Linked DNA regions of Mus musculus: all the other regions are linked to region 1. Evidence: chromatin contacts called from public ChIA-PET and HiChIP or PLAC-seq data. All regions are on one chromosome and are shown on one strand. The core of a region is the stretch at or near the end of the contact, and the rest is flanking DNA. Distances in the headings are between cores, read along the strand shown.

What was found. ChIA-PET counts read pairs in DNA pulled down with a chosen protein or histone mark. HiChIP or PLAC-seq counts read pairs in DNA pulled down with a chosen protein or histone mark.
Region 2: a contact with region 1 is called in an H3K4me3 HiChIP or PLAC-seq map of bone marrow-derived macrophages, with 2.9 times the contacts expected there. The contact joins the promoter of Plekha8 here to the enhancer-like site in region 1. A contact is called at or near these places in 1 of 39 promoter capture datasets (the C10 cell line), 3 of 115 datasets of contacts at active chromatin or transcription factors (bone marrow-derived macrophages, memory CD8 T cells and pancreatic cancer cells) and 4 of 9 other capture datasets (adipose tissue, liver, macrophages and 1 more).
Region 3: a contact with region 1 is called in an RNA polymerase II ChIA-PET map of effector CD8 T cells, with 224 read pairs. The contact joins two enhancer-like sites. A contact is called at or near these places in 1 of 484 Hi-C or Micro-C datasets (group 2 innate lymphoid cells), 4 of 115 datasets of contacts at active chromatin or transcription factors (CD8 T cells, double positive thymocytes, effector CD8 T cells and 1 more) and 3 of 9 other capture datasets (embryonic stem cells, liver and pancreatic islet).

Annotation. Positions count from the first base shown.
Region 1 is chr6:54,735,533-54,740,117 of GRCm38.p6, reverse strand. No RefSeq gene overlaps it. Among named protein-coding and RNA genes, the nearest start is that of Mturn, 56 kb to the right of the region's middle. Within about 2 kb of position 2,642, at least 94 of the 459 cell types and tissues checked have an H3K27ac peak or open chromatin away from gene starts, as enhancers often do. A contact at or near this core is called in CD8 T cells, adipose tissue, bone marrow-derived macrophages and 2 more, where this site is marked.
Region 2 is chr6:54,593,627-54,598,540 of GRCm38.p6, reverse strand. It overlaps Plekha8 (pleckstrin homology domain containing, family A (phosphoinositide binding specific) member 8), which reads right to left and starts at 3,430. Exons shown (of 14, transcript NM_001164361.1): 1 at 3,070-3,430. The coding sequence starts at 3,109. It also overlaps a transcript of Fkbp14 not described here.
Region 3 is chr6:54,923,443-54,927,722 of GRCm38.p6, reverse strand. It overlaps Nod1 (nucleotide-binding oligomerization domain containing 1), which reads left to right. Exons shown (of 12, transcript NM_172729.3): 12 at 2,714-3,781. The coding sequence ends at 2,786. Among named protein-coding and RNA genes, the nearest start is that of Nod1, 47 kb to the left of the region's middle. Within about 2 kb of position 1,777, at least 46 of the 459 cell types and tissues checked have an H3K27ac peak or open chromatin away from gene starts, as enhancers often do. A contact at or near this core is called in CD8 T cells and effector CD8 T cells, where this site is marked.

The DNA of each region.
Region 1 (4,585 bases), core at 1,393-3,892:
TTACATAGTTTGCATAACCTTTTCTGTTCTAGTAGGAACATGTCTATTCATCCTATAAAAGTATCTAAAAGCACTAACTGATTTTTAGGCCCAGATTTTGATGGTATATGGGCAAAGTCTAATTGCCTCTCTTCCCCAGACAGGTACCCCAGTACTGAAAAAGCTAAAAGGGGGTCATTGAATAGGTCTGAGGATTATTTATGTAAACTTTACGGCTTTGACCAACCTGTTGACTGCCTTGTAAAGTCCCCTCCCAGTAAGACTAGCTCTTACTAGTAAGAACTCATAGACTGTACTTCCCATGACAGATGGCCTTGTATAAGTGTTTGATGAGCTTCTAGAATCTCATTGCTCTGTGTGCCATCCTGCCTGATTGATATAGTCTACCAATTATTTTACTTTGTACTTCTGTGGAGGGATATTTGAGGAATTTGATTATACAGAGAATCTGAAACTGGAGCTGTACGCTTATGTAACCATGTGGGATCTTCTCTGATGGTGGAGTTTGGGGGTTGATACAGCCATCCCATAGTATTAGGACGAGATGGTCTAATAGGAAAGTCTGATGGTTCATCTATCTTCTCCTTGTAATCTAACAGTATTATGCCCTGATTTCTAGAATTGTCTGCATTCTATGAGGAGTCCATCTGCTATCTCCTATAAAGGTTTTGCTAAGACATCATTTTGGACCAAGGTCTAGAAAAATCTTGTCTTACAGTCACAGTCTCAGGGACAAACAGAGGGGAAATAGCTTTTTCTTGGAGTGAGGACAAATTCCAAGTGTTGAACCTTGGGAAAGGATAACTCTACCTCCATCTCTGAGGCCTTAAATGCATAATCAGCAAGAAAAAAAAAGTGACTACAGAGCCCCTTGTAAGTTTGATTTCTATACAAGGAGACCTTGAGGTAAGGATTTGGCTTGGGTAGTGTCCTAGGGACCCAGGTGAGGAGTCAGGGAATAAGGGCTTGCAAGGATGAGAATCACTGATTTGTGGCCAGCGGGGCAACCAGGGACCTTCTGAAACACCGAGGAAAACGAACCTCAAGTTTGCTCCACGAAGGACTGAGGGAGCAGGGGTAGAGATGGAGGGTAGTGGGTGGGGGTGGGGGTGGTGGCACTCTGAGGGCAGCTTCCTTCTTGGAGGTTGGTACTCAGTCTAGTCTTACCATCTTCTTTACTTACTTTCTCAGTAGTTTGCCTTCCTCTTTAGTTCCGCCAGAAGCCCCAAGGGAAGATTTTAATGGCTCAGCTCAAGTCCTATGTCCATTTCTGAATCAATCACCACGTCTGTGTCAGCTCACATGCCCATCCTTAGAGCCAGGATGCCATCAGTAGATGAAATCAACTGTTATAAGGCTGTCCTCATAAAGAGCTGACAAAGAGCAGGAAGCATGCCTCCACTGTGTTTCTCCTCATGGGCCAATGGCACTCTCCTTCAGGACTTATGTCTGACATCACAGCTCCTTTGGAGTGTCTAGAAGCTGCTTCATGAGGCTGAGTAGGTTACTGATGCTCAGTGGTGTCTGAAGAGGAAACTCCACAAGGCAGCTCAAGGCTTTCTGAAGTGAGGGTTCTTGCTTTTCCCCCTCACCGAACACGAGTAGCCTTCACATTCATGCCTGCTTTGGCTCCTGCCGACCCTCCCTCCAGGTCCTGCTTATTTTTTTCCCTGGAACTCTAACTCTCTCTCTCTCTCTCTCTCTCTCTCTCTCTCTCTCTCTCTCTCTCTCTCTCAGATAACTCCCATGTAACCTTCCTTAGGGTCACTTTTTCTTCCTCAAAAGTTAGGATAAATTCTTCCTGCTACAGGCTTCCAGGGAGCTCCATCCTTCCCCTCGTTGAACACATCACCCTAATGTGATTATGTCTCATGATCCATCTTCTCTCCTGCTGTACCATTATTGAAGTGAGAATGGAGAAAGTCCTGTTTTGTGACACCACCCAGTTCTCCAACATCCAAACTATCATGCAATTCACTTTGATTCTAATACTAGCCAGAAAGTGAGAGAGTGTGTAGCTCTGCTGAGTTGAAATTCCACAAGTACCCCCTCTTGAACTGACAATCACAAGCCAGGGCATCCATAGTCTCACTGACAGGGTATAAAATCAGAGGTTCCCATCAGCCACTTCTCCTAGAACACCTCACAGGGCTTAGAGAAACTTAACTTCCGTTGTGTGGTTAGCATAGAAGACACTAAGGAGTGACACAAGGAGTGGATGAGTCACACAAGCACAATTCTACAAGGTCTCATCAGGTATGAAAGCTTTGCCCGTGTGGTTAGGGTGCATTTGCCAGTCACTTCCTTGTTGAGATCTCTATAGCTCTCAGTCTTCAGCTCTGACCTTCTCTATGCTGATGGAAGCTTTGGTGGGTGGCACTGAAACTTCCAAGGTCTCTTTAGTCACTAGACCGAATCTTAAGTCTATCTAGGGATCTCACCCCAAGTCACCTCATTAGTATAAACATGATCGAGATGCAAAGGAATGCATTATGAATAATGAACATAGCTATCATAAAATCCTAAGGAAGTCATGAGGAGCTCAGAACAAACGGGACACACTGGTCACTGTAACAGCTGTTTCCCTGTACCTACTACAATGCTTGGCACACAATAGGCATGCAGTATATGTTTTGCCACATGCATGAATGAGCTAACAAATTCATCATTTCCTTCAAGCCCAGGAAGTGTTCATGTGGGTGTGCCATAGCCCAGGCTAAGCCCTCTGTGTGGGTAACTGCAAAGGCTTTGTGCCAGCCCCCATCAGTTTCTCGGGTGGGTTTATGAATGTCTTTAGTGCCCATGATGGTTTGTTAATGGAACCCAGGAGAAGCAGTAGTCCAGGGGACAAAGGTGACAAAGGCTGCCTTATTCCCAGGCCAGCCTAGCAGCTCTTCTTTCTCCTACTGGGAAAAGAGCCATAGACAGGTTTCTAGGAACTGCACTGGCAACCTGAGGGCCACCTGGAAGGCAGCACTAATCGGGTTGGGCAGCCCTTAATAGGAGGAAGACCCACCCCACCCCCATCCTGCTCCCTGCTTCTTTCATCTTCTTCTAAGAAACTGGTTCCTAAGAGTGGAATAATATAATTCCCATTAATGAGTCCTTATCAGTAGTTCAGTAGTTAGGGAATGGTAGGAGATAGACTGTGGCCATACTAATGATTCTATTAATGAGTCTATTCTGCCTCTTTCCCATCTGTTGCCTACATTCAAAAAAGATATTTCTGTTATTATTAAAGGATACACACACACACATACATACACACACACACACACACACACACATCCTTACCCTCACAAGTGAGCAAACAGGATTTGTTTTATTGACAGTAATGCTCAAATACTTACAATCTTGATATAGTTCTATCTAATATATATACATTTTGAATATATTTTCATCCATTTATAGAAATGAAAATAAATGTTCAAAAATCCCCAAATTATAATCTTTCACATTTTCACATGTATATTTTTCTTCTAAGAATTCAAAACTTACCTTTAAAGGTCAATATATGCTATAATCCATGTTTGTGGAATGTTCGAGTGAAAATTATACAAATGAAATTATTTTAGAAAAAAAAAAACTCTAGCATTTCATGTCCATCTAATTGCTAAGTCAAGAAACGTGGCATCGTTATGTTAAGAGTTGCAGGAAAATGTTTTGAGTTAGCATTGCAGAAGTTTCCCAGTTGTCACTTGCATCTATGTAAATTCCGTGTCAATCTGTGACCACCCCAGACCCAACACCAGGAACTGAAACGCGAAGGAGAAGTGAAGCCTCCTCCTCCTCCTCCACGGGACCGACACTGTTGTTTGAGGATCTGCATCTCTGCTACTTAAGAAAGATATGACAAAGCTTGTCACTTCCTGTTTTCTGAGTTCTTTTGCTGTTCAGATCTTCCTTCCACCCCGAGAACCGTGCCTGCCTAAGTGAGCAGTGGCTGAAGTCCCAAGCCCCCCTGGTGTCTCCAGGCCATCCCTTTTGTCTCTAGGTATTACAGGACTTTCCCTGGGGAGATGTGCAAAAATCTCTTTTCTGCAGATACAGCACCAACGAAGCAAACAAACAATTCTATCCAGGGCCAGCTAGATGAATCAGTGAGTTTACTGAGGTAACCTACAGGGACATGGAGAGCTAAGCAGCTGGACCAAAAACCCTCCCTAAGCATGGGAGCCAGTTCAATAGAGCTACATTATGGGAGTCTCATCTCAGTTAACCTTCTATCTCCTACATAATTTAACAGCCCACCCAACAAGGTCCTTAGCAGCTGGAGCAGGATCATGTGCAGCTGGAGGCTGGAAAGCAAGAATGGCTAAAATCTCAGTGAGGGTCTGATGATGCCCCCTTCTCGGAGGGGATGTTATGGAACCAATCTTATAAGGGTTTCATGTGCATGACAGCAATGGCCATGCCAGTCCAGGAGACAGAGTTCTATCACATTAGGACATACAGCATGTCCATATATAGAAATCTAGAGCTCAAAGACATAAGGGGTGCTGGTCACAATAGTAGCTGCCTAGTATCTTGGGCCAGATCCTGAGAAATGGAAGGACCGTGTTCTTTAACATATTCTGTAAGTGGC
Region 2 (4,914 bases), core at 2,181-4,680, 140 kb after region 1:
ACGAATATACTAAAGTTTTCCACTCAATTTTGACACCGACTTGTTGTTTGCTTGTTTGTGATAGGGTTTCACTATGTAGTTCTGGGTGTCCTAGAACTCATTAAGGAGACTGGGCTTGGCTTCAGAACTCTAAAAGATTCACCTGCTTCTGTCTCCTGAGTGCTAGGATTAAAGGTGTGCAACACCACACTATGTGCAAGACACCTAGAATGTCTTATTAAGCTTTTCATCAGCATAAATACACAAGCCACATAAAAGGAGTCGTTTATGAGCTGGTTTTGGAGAAAAATTCAGAAGGAAAGAAATCCTGGACAGGGATTTGTATTTTAAAGTAACTACGTAAACTATAAGCAAAAACCAAGTTTTTAAAATAAGCGTCAGACACCACACATCTGAGCCACAGAACACAGGGTTATCGAACTGGTGCTCACCTCAGCCCCACTGGCTAGCTTTCCTAGCACTGGAAGCTACCGAGCACACCAGCAGAGAAAAAGCAATCATCAGTATCACTCAGTGTGACTTCTACAAGCTACAATAACTGGCTTGGTAATATGCCCTCACTGGTACAACAGTGGCATGAATGTTCCGGGCATAACTAACTATTCCTGACTGGATCTAAAGCCTGCTCAATGAAATGGAACCCATTCCTGGTACTGTTAGCAGGGCCAAGAGTCCAAAAGGAGAACCTAATACTATTACCTAATACTGCTATTCAGCTAAACCAAACGCTATAGCACTAAATCAGCTTCTAATGAATTATCTCCATACTTACACATCAGTGCATTGCTTAATACTTAATACTTCTCATCACTATAGATGTCAATTAACCCAGAGACCCTCAACTAGTGAAGGTGTGGGAAGTAAGAGATCACAGAGTGCTCAGTCCAAAATGGAATAAACATATCACCCCCTATTCCTAAGGCCCTGGGATCTTAGTGGAAGGGTAAGCGAAAAGACTGTAAGATCCAGAGATGCTAGAAAACATCAAGGAAACAAGTGTTTTCTGGACATAACAACACAGTTGCAAATATGCACTCAGTGTTTGTGACAACCTGCAGAGGACTTGTGCAAGCTCAAGCCAGACACAATCCCAGCATCGGGGAGGGAGGGAGGGAGGTATGAAATCCCAGCACTGGCTGAGGAACTCCTGGCAGCTGATAGTTGCTGGGAGAGCAAGTGCCAGTTTTCTTTAATGGTATGATCCTTAGCGGGCCCCACTCCCAAGAGTCTCTGAGCATCATTAGCTGCAGGAGATGGAGGAGAAAGAGGAGGAGCAGGAGGACGACTTCAAGGTGAGTAGGGAGTGAGGGTGGAAAGGGTGGCTATGGGAAGAGGGATGAACATGAGCAAAAGGAGCTGTGCGACATTCTCAGAGAACTCGGAAAATATTATTCTAAAGGCAAAGGCTTTCCATCTAAGTTCATCATTCACTCTCCGACAGCAAAGGAGAGCAGAGGGAACCCATGTGATCTTCCTAAGCTAGTGCCATTCTCTTCCAAAGTAAGGCCGTGTTGAATGAAAGCCAATGTGCCAACCGACCCTCAATTTTAAGCAGAGTAGTCTATCCAGAAAAGTAGTCAGCGGTGTGACAGCCTTCAGCCTTCATGGAACAGTGAGTGACACACAAGCCAAAGGAAAAGCAGCGAAGGCTCCAATGCCTTTAGGGCTTTGCCCAGAAGCCACTCAACAGTACTGTCCGTTCTTACTTAGGGAAGAAAAGAGTTGACTCTTACCATCAAACAGATGGCAGGGGCATCACAGAAGATAGATCCACAGAGACAGCTAGAAAAATGTTGGTGCAATGAAGGATACAGAAGACTGTGGGGAGAGGGCATTTTACTACCAAAAGTTTCCACACAGAAAGGGGAGGGAAAGGAAGACGGAAATGATTAAGGTGGGGCAGGAGAAGAAAGTGATTTGTGTGTGTCCGGGCTAGGGTTCAGAGGAGGACAGTAAAGGGTGAAGTTGACTCAAGGGTTTACAATTAAGATACACACCTACTTCTCAGCATTTAGGACAGCATTGGGAGAATGGCACCGTCAAGCCTTCTCTTAAACAACATGCTAATCGGCTTCCAGTATTCAAGGACCTGCAGGCCAGCTTTGAGTTCTTCCTGTATAACCTAATCTCTCTGCTGACATCAGTGGAGATCCTTGAAGTGAAGGCCAGGTCTTAAGGAAAACCTTCTCATCAGACCCTCGGGTAGAGATTTTAAAAAAAATGAATTAACTGTGCTAACTACTATACTACTTGGAGATTCCAGGTACATGCTGACAGGTGTACTTCTGCCTGTACTGGGCTGTGACTTCCTCAAAGTTACTCTGCCAGATCTTCACAAGCCATACACACCTGTCCTTACTACAGAACTGCCCCACCAAAGGATGGGGAAACCCTAGCTCTAGTTGGTAAGATTTCTAGTTTCTGCATCCCCACTGACACGTTAAATGTTAACCCATTTTCCCTAACAAAAAAGTTTAACTTTAAAACGCACCCAGCACTGTTCATATAGCATAGTACTTATAAAATACTGGCTGCTTGGATGAAAATAATGTTCGTTGAGAATCATCTTCAAAGCTGAGGAATAGTTCTAACTTCTGGATAGTTGGAAAGTGCTTCCAAGAGCTAGAAAGGGGGCAGGGTGCTATTTTAAGCCATTGTGCTGGGCAAGACAAGGACACCGTTGTTAATATCTGCATTCATTTTTATGACAGAGTTCTGAAACAAAAGAAATGTTCGGAGAGAAAAGGCCGATCGCCAGCGTACACTTCAGGGCTTAGGGCTGCGGTGCTAGAGTTCCACTACCTCGGTCGGCAGGGGGATGACCCTGAAGGTGCCTAGGGAGATCGACTGCGTGGAGACTCTGGAATCCAGGGGTTGGTGGCACTCGGCACCCTGCAGCTGGGCTGCGCGGCCCAAGCGAGGCCGCCCCCCACCCAATTCGCGAGATTGAGGTGGACCCCGCAGCGGACCCAGGCTGCCGGCTTCACCCGGTACCCAACTCTCCATCCGGGCCGCGAGCCGGCGGAGGGTGCCGCCTGGCGCACCGCACCCACGGAAGCCGGCACTCACCGCTCAGGTAGTTGGTCCACTTGTACAGCACGCCCTCCATGGCACCCGCGGGCCCCTCGTCGCCCCGGCCCGCCGCGGGGACGCCGGGCCGGCCTCACATCCTGGGCCCGGGGGCGGGGTCACCGCGACAGCCTGGGAGCACCAGCTCCGGGTCCCGGGGGCTGCGCCTGCGCCTGGCGCAGTCGGTGTGGACGCCGCAGAGCGGCCGCCAGAGAGAGGCGAGGGAGGCGCGGGAGGCGCGGCCCCTGTGGCGGCGGTCGCGGGCGCCTTCCTGCGGCCACTGAGCCCACAGCGCCCGCCCCGGCGCGCTCGCGCATGCTCACTGCGCTGTGCGCACGCTACCAAATCCACGCCAGGGTTTGGCCACTGCGCGGAGGGGCTGACCGGTGGGCGGGGCTCCGATGCGCACGCGGGTGGCAGGTCACCCATGGGGGTCTAGGCTCCAGGGATCCAGCTTTTAATGACAAGTTTGTCAGTGGAGGAGGATGCGGGCTGAGACCCGGAATCCTCGGATGAGGCTAGTCTGTAGTTTCCGGATGCACTTCTGTGTAAGGCGCTGTTCAAACTGCCGGCCTCTTGACTGGAAGCTTGGTCTCTGGACCGCAGACATTGACTTCACCTGGGCTTCTGTTAAAAAAAAAAAAAAAATCTCTCGGGGGTTCCAGACCTTTTGGATTAAAAATCGGCACTTTTACAAGCTCTCCAAGGGGAATTTCTAAGTACATGAAAGTATGAAAATGCACTGTTGTCAGGATTTTTATCCAAGAAAAGTGTCTATCACAGGTTAGATGGAAGGTGAATGTTGAGAAGAAGCACAACACAACCAAATGTTAGTGTTATAGAAATATGCTCTCAAGGGCTAAAGTGCAGGCATTTTTTCCCTTAGTGTAAGGTTGACAGGTTTAATAAATAATATATCACTTAGTTGGTTATTTGCCTGACTGCACACCTCAATGCCCTGTTTTTGTTGTTGTTTTGTTTGTGTTTTGTTGTTGTTTTAATCTCTTTTGGTGATTTCTAGTTTCTTCTCAGATTGCAGCAATGGACTACATCTGAAATGAGGGCAGCCGTTTAGAACTTTAAGCTGTATAATTGTTAAAACAAGTGCTCTCTCTCTCTCTCTCTCTCTCTCTCTCTCTCTCTCCGTCCTTAAGTATTATCTACTCACCACCAAGGTCACATAAGTGACGAATTATTAGCAGTCACTCATTGACAGCGATGTTTGTAGAATGAAATCAAGCCAAGTCTTAAGGTGGAGTGCCAATTCTTTTCGGCCAAGTGAACTTAAGCAGGGCACTAACTTCTAACCTAATTTTTTTTTTAAACTAGCTTCTCTCCGGGCTAGTTTTTTGCAACTTGATGCAGGCTAGAGTAATTTGGAACGAGGATCTCCGAACCATAAGATTTACCTGTAGGCAAGTCTCTACTGCTTTTTCTTAAATACTGATTGATGTGGAAGGGTCCAGTTCACTGAGAGTGGTGCCACCCTTGGTCAGGTGATCCTAGGTGCTATTAAAAAAAAAAAAAAAAAGCAGGCTGAGCAAGCCAGTAAGCAGCACTCCTCTATGGCCTCTCTACATCAGCTCTTGCTTCCTGATTACTGTTTTGAGTTCCTACCCTGCCTTCCCTGGATAATGGACTATGATATAGAAGTGTAATAGGTAAAAATCCTTTCCTCCCCAACTTGCTATTAGTCATGATGCTTTAACCCAAGAATGGAAACCCTAAGACACTGTCTAAATGGGGGGGGGGGGGGGAGTGGGTGGGTGGGAATAGCCACGTTAAGTTAGTGAGGATCTTGCACCAGAGTGTGCTTTGCGAACCTTAAAGCATCCTAGTAGGTCC
Region 3 (4,280 bases), core at 528-3,027, 190 kb before region 1:
CCTTGTCTCCTGTGTCAGTGGAGAAAAGAGTTACAACACCCAAGACCTATTAAGATATAGTCCTCCCCAGTCTTGGCTCCTGAAAGGTGTGGCTTTGCCTTAGAAATGTCACTGGTCACACACTAGTCCAGGTGCTGCAGCCAGCATTGTTTTGAAGTGAAACAGGAAGGACAGAATCCCAGCAGTGGACAAACTGTCTCGCCCACCTTGCCTGAAGTGGGCATGTGTAAAAGTGTTTAGATGCTGGTTCTAGAACATAGTTCTAGATCCTTCCAAGTTGACAACTAATTAACTATTATGTAGAATCTATCCCTCTTACGGTCACAGTAAAACCTTTATGAACAAGACTGTTATAGAGAATAGAGCCCCATTCCAACAAGAGAGAACTGTCTGGTACCCAAAGGCGAAGCTTTCTGTGAGGGGGTCCTGATTGTAAGCTGATTGGGCCTACCTCTTGGTACTAGGCATTCCTGGTGCTGTGTCACTATCTTCCTTCCACTAAGTAACATGGGCTTGAATGCCACCCTTGGGCTGCTACTGAGAATCCAATGGTGAACACATGCGAACTGGCCTCATGGCCTCCCCCTGAGATGAGGGAGGAGCACATTAGGGCAGATAGTCGGCCAGGAGGAAGTGGGTTCAAGGCAGGCCTCCTGTCTTAGTCAGGGTTTTTATTCTTGCACAATACATCATGACCAAGAAGCAAGTTGGGGAGGAAAGGGTTTATTCAGCTTACACTTCCACACTGCTGTTCATCACCAAAGGAAGTCAGGACAGGAACATAGGACAGGAACTTGGAGGTAGGAGCTGATGCAGAGGCTATAAAAGAGTGCTGCTTACTGGCTGGCTTCCCCTGGCTTGCTCAGCTTGCTTTTTTATAGAACCCAGGACCAGCAGTCCAGGGATGGCACCACTCACAATGGGCTGAGCCCTCCCCTCTTGATCACTAATTGAGAAAATGCCTTACAGCTGGATCTCATGGAGGCATTTCCTCAAGGGAGGCTCCTTTCTCTGTGAGAACTCCAGCTGTGTCAAGTTGGCACACAAAACCAGCCAGTATGCCTCCTAAGGAAGAGACTTTAGACTAAGCCACCAAGGAAGATTGGGAGTTGGAAGGCTGGAGTGATCTGCAAGTGCTACCTGTTGGAGAAGGACCCATCCAGAGGCAGAGTTTGTCCAACAAGAACGACAAGCAGCCAGGCATGGTGGCATGTGTATTTAATCCTAGCACTCAGCTCTCTGGGAATTTGAGGCTAGCCTGAACTGGTGGAATCTCTGGGTGTGTCTATGAGGACATTTTGATTGAGTTAGCTGATGTGTAAAGACCCACCCTGAACATGAGTGGTAGCATCCCATGTGCTGGGGCCTCAGACTGAAAAAGAAAGGGGTGGGGGGTGGGGGTGGGGCAGCTCTGAGAGAGCAAGCACCAGTATTCATCTTGTACTGCTTCCTGACTGCAGATGCAATGTGACAAATTGTCCCATGCCCCTGTCGCCACACCTTTCCTGCCACTATACCCTCAAGCTGCGTGTTAAAATAAACCTTTCCTTCCTGAGCTGCCTTTGTCACAGCAACAAGGAAAGCAACGCACCCAGTTTCAAAGATGTCCACAGTTGATGTCCATAGGCTCAGGTGGTGTGGACCAGGAGGCTGAGGAGAGAGGCGGAGCATGAAAGAGCTCAGGGTCAGACCATGTATTTTGATCTTTATACTAAGCTCAGGGGAAGGGTAATGAAGGGTGTGAAGCAGAAAGGGGATGTGGTCAGGCCAGAGCGCATCTAACAGAGCAGTCAGTAACACTCCAGGAAGGATGCTGAGGCTGCAGAGGGTCAGAGTGTCAAGCCAGAGCTGCTTAGGAATCAAAACAGAACTCCAAGACAGCCGGACTAGCAGGATGGAAGCAGGCCTCGGGGACTCCAGCATGCTACCTGACACAGCTGGATGCAGGGAGGGACTATTCCCTGAGTGGGGGCCTGGGCTGCTGTGGCAACTTTGAAGTGTATGGTGACATCCAGAGAAAGGCCCCAATAGTGAGCTTGCCTAGCTGATGTGTCTGTGGCAAGATAAGAGGCCAGAAGCAAAGAGCCCAGGCAGATTCCAGCCTCCGGCCAGTACTGAGAATGAGGACATGAGAAAGCAGGCTAAGAACAAGTGCCCAGAGCTGGAGAGATGGCTCAGCGGGTAAGAGCACTGACTGCTTTTCCAGAGGTCCTGAGTTCAATTCCCAGTAACCACATGGTGGCTCACAACCATCTGTAATGGGCATTTGATGCCTTCTTCTGGTGTGTCTGAAGACAGCGACAGTGTACCTATATACATGAAATAAAGCAATAAATATTAAAAAAAAAAAAAAGAATAAGTGCCCAGAGACGGGAGAAAATCTAGAGCCTGTGATGTCCACCTGAGAGATGTCACGGTGCTTCAGGGAGAGAGATCAAAACAGCCTAATGCCTATGAAGGCTCCAAAGAAAGATGAGACCTGAAAATGTCATTAAACTTCAGCTTATAGAAGCTGCTTATAGAAGAGTCCAGTGAGACCCAGTAAATAAAGCAAGGACAGCTGGTATTAATATCAAAGCATACTTTGGATAGTGTGTGCTCCTTTATTTCAGGTTTGTATGACACACACAGTGCGTGAGGTCACTTATTGGAAATGGATGGATAATATTCCATAGCATTTTATATAAAATTTGCTTTTTCTCCTTCTCACCAGTCTCAATGGAAACTTGATTAAGCCCGAGGAGGCCAAAGTCTTCGAGAATGAGAAGAGAATCATCTGCTTCTGACGGACGCTCCTGGGCAGGATCTTTGTCCTAGGTTGCTCCTCAGTCACAGACAGCACTGTGCAGTCAGCAGGGTAGCAGGATGCTGTGCAGCGCCTGCAGCAAGGTGCCTGTCAGGAGCCCACACCTCCACAGTGCACACCGATGTCCCCTGCTCATGCTTGGACTGGTAGCACCCGCGCCGCGGCTGAGACCCTGCAGACGCAGGGAGTCTTAGGAACCATCGTCACCACTCAAAGCCAGCAGGGCATCTTCTGTACAAAGATCTCCCTGCATATCCACTAGACGGAAGCTGAAGGAACGCAACAGCAGAGGAGGCCAACAGACGCCTGGCTGAAGGCTCCGTGGGACCAACGGTGTCACCTTCAGAAAAGAGCTGGGAACTTGAGCAGAGCCGATGGTAACTTCTTGGGGAAAGAAGGCACCCAGTGACTGCATGGTTATTCTGAGTCCTCCTTCCTCTGCTTAGTCCCTCTCACTGTACAGGTCTGTTTCTTCCTCGCAGCTGTGGCTGCTGAAGTAGGTCCACTGTGGGGAGAGCTCATCACAGACTTTGGTTCGGTTCTGGATTCTCAGTGGTGGCAACCGAGAGTCAGACGATACCCTCTAGGTCAGTCTCAGAGGATCTCTATGCTGTGAGAGGGTTGAGGGCCCACCCAGAATTTTTTTTTTTTACCAGTTTTTACTGTGCCTGCCCCAGGAGGGAGAATTACTTCCCAGCCTCCACAGCAGCAGGCATGGCTTGCCTCAATGGTCCTGAGATCCCAACAAAACTCTCTCCCTTGCCTGTGAGCAGAAAGTATCTTCATGTCCTCAGAAGTTGGAGGGTGACTGGACACAGTTAAGACTCAGAGAGCCAGCTGATAGCTCAAAGCAAAGCATGGCACATACCCACCACCATACCATGGTGCGCATGGGATGGGACAGTTGGAATGTTGCAGATAACGTGTTCTTTTGCCAGTTCATTTGTTAATAAAATATTTAAAACGTTCACTGTTTCTAATGGCCAAGTCTGGGGTTTTCTGAAGGGACTCTGCTTGGAAAGCATGCCTTAAGCTCAGCCTGGCTCACCGCAGTGGGGATTTTGAGGTGTCATGCTATACAGAGGGCAGATAAACAGAAGCTAGAGGTGTCACCAACTTGATCCTTCACAGGTCCCACCAAGGGACAAGAAGGGTAGAGGTGGCCTCCAAGGCCACTCTACCTGGTCTCTGAATCCAAATGGGCTGCTCCTGATTCAGGACATACGGCTATATTGGGGCAGAGAATGCCCCATTTCACACTGTCACTAACACACAGTAGGTTCTTCAGGCCAGGTTTGCTACGGGGTGGAAGCCCATGATGAGAGGGACTGAGCCAATAGGGAAAGCAAGAGACAGTTCAGGGGATCCTCCAACTGCATCTGTTGGTCCCAGAGTCCAAGTGTAGCTTTGTGTGGCAGCTTGAAAGGATAGGAGCAGCTGAGGGCTTAGCGGAGGACATTAGGAAGAAACCTAT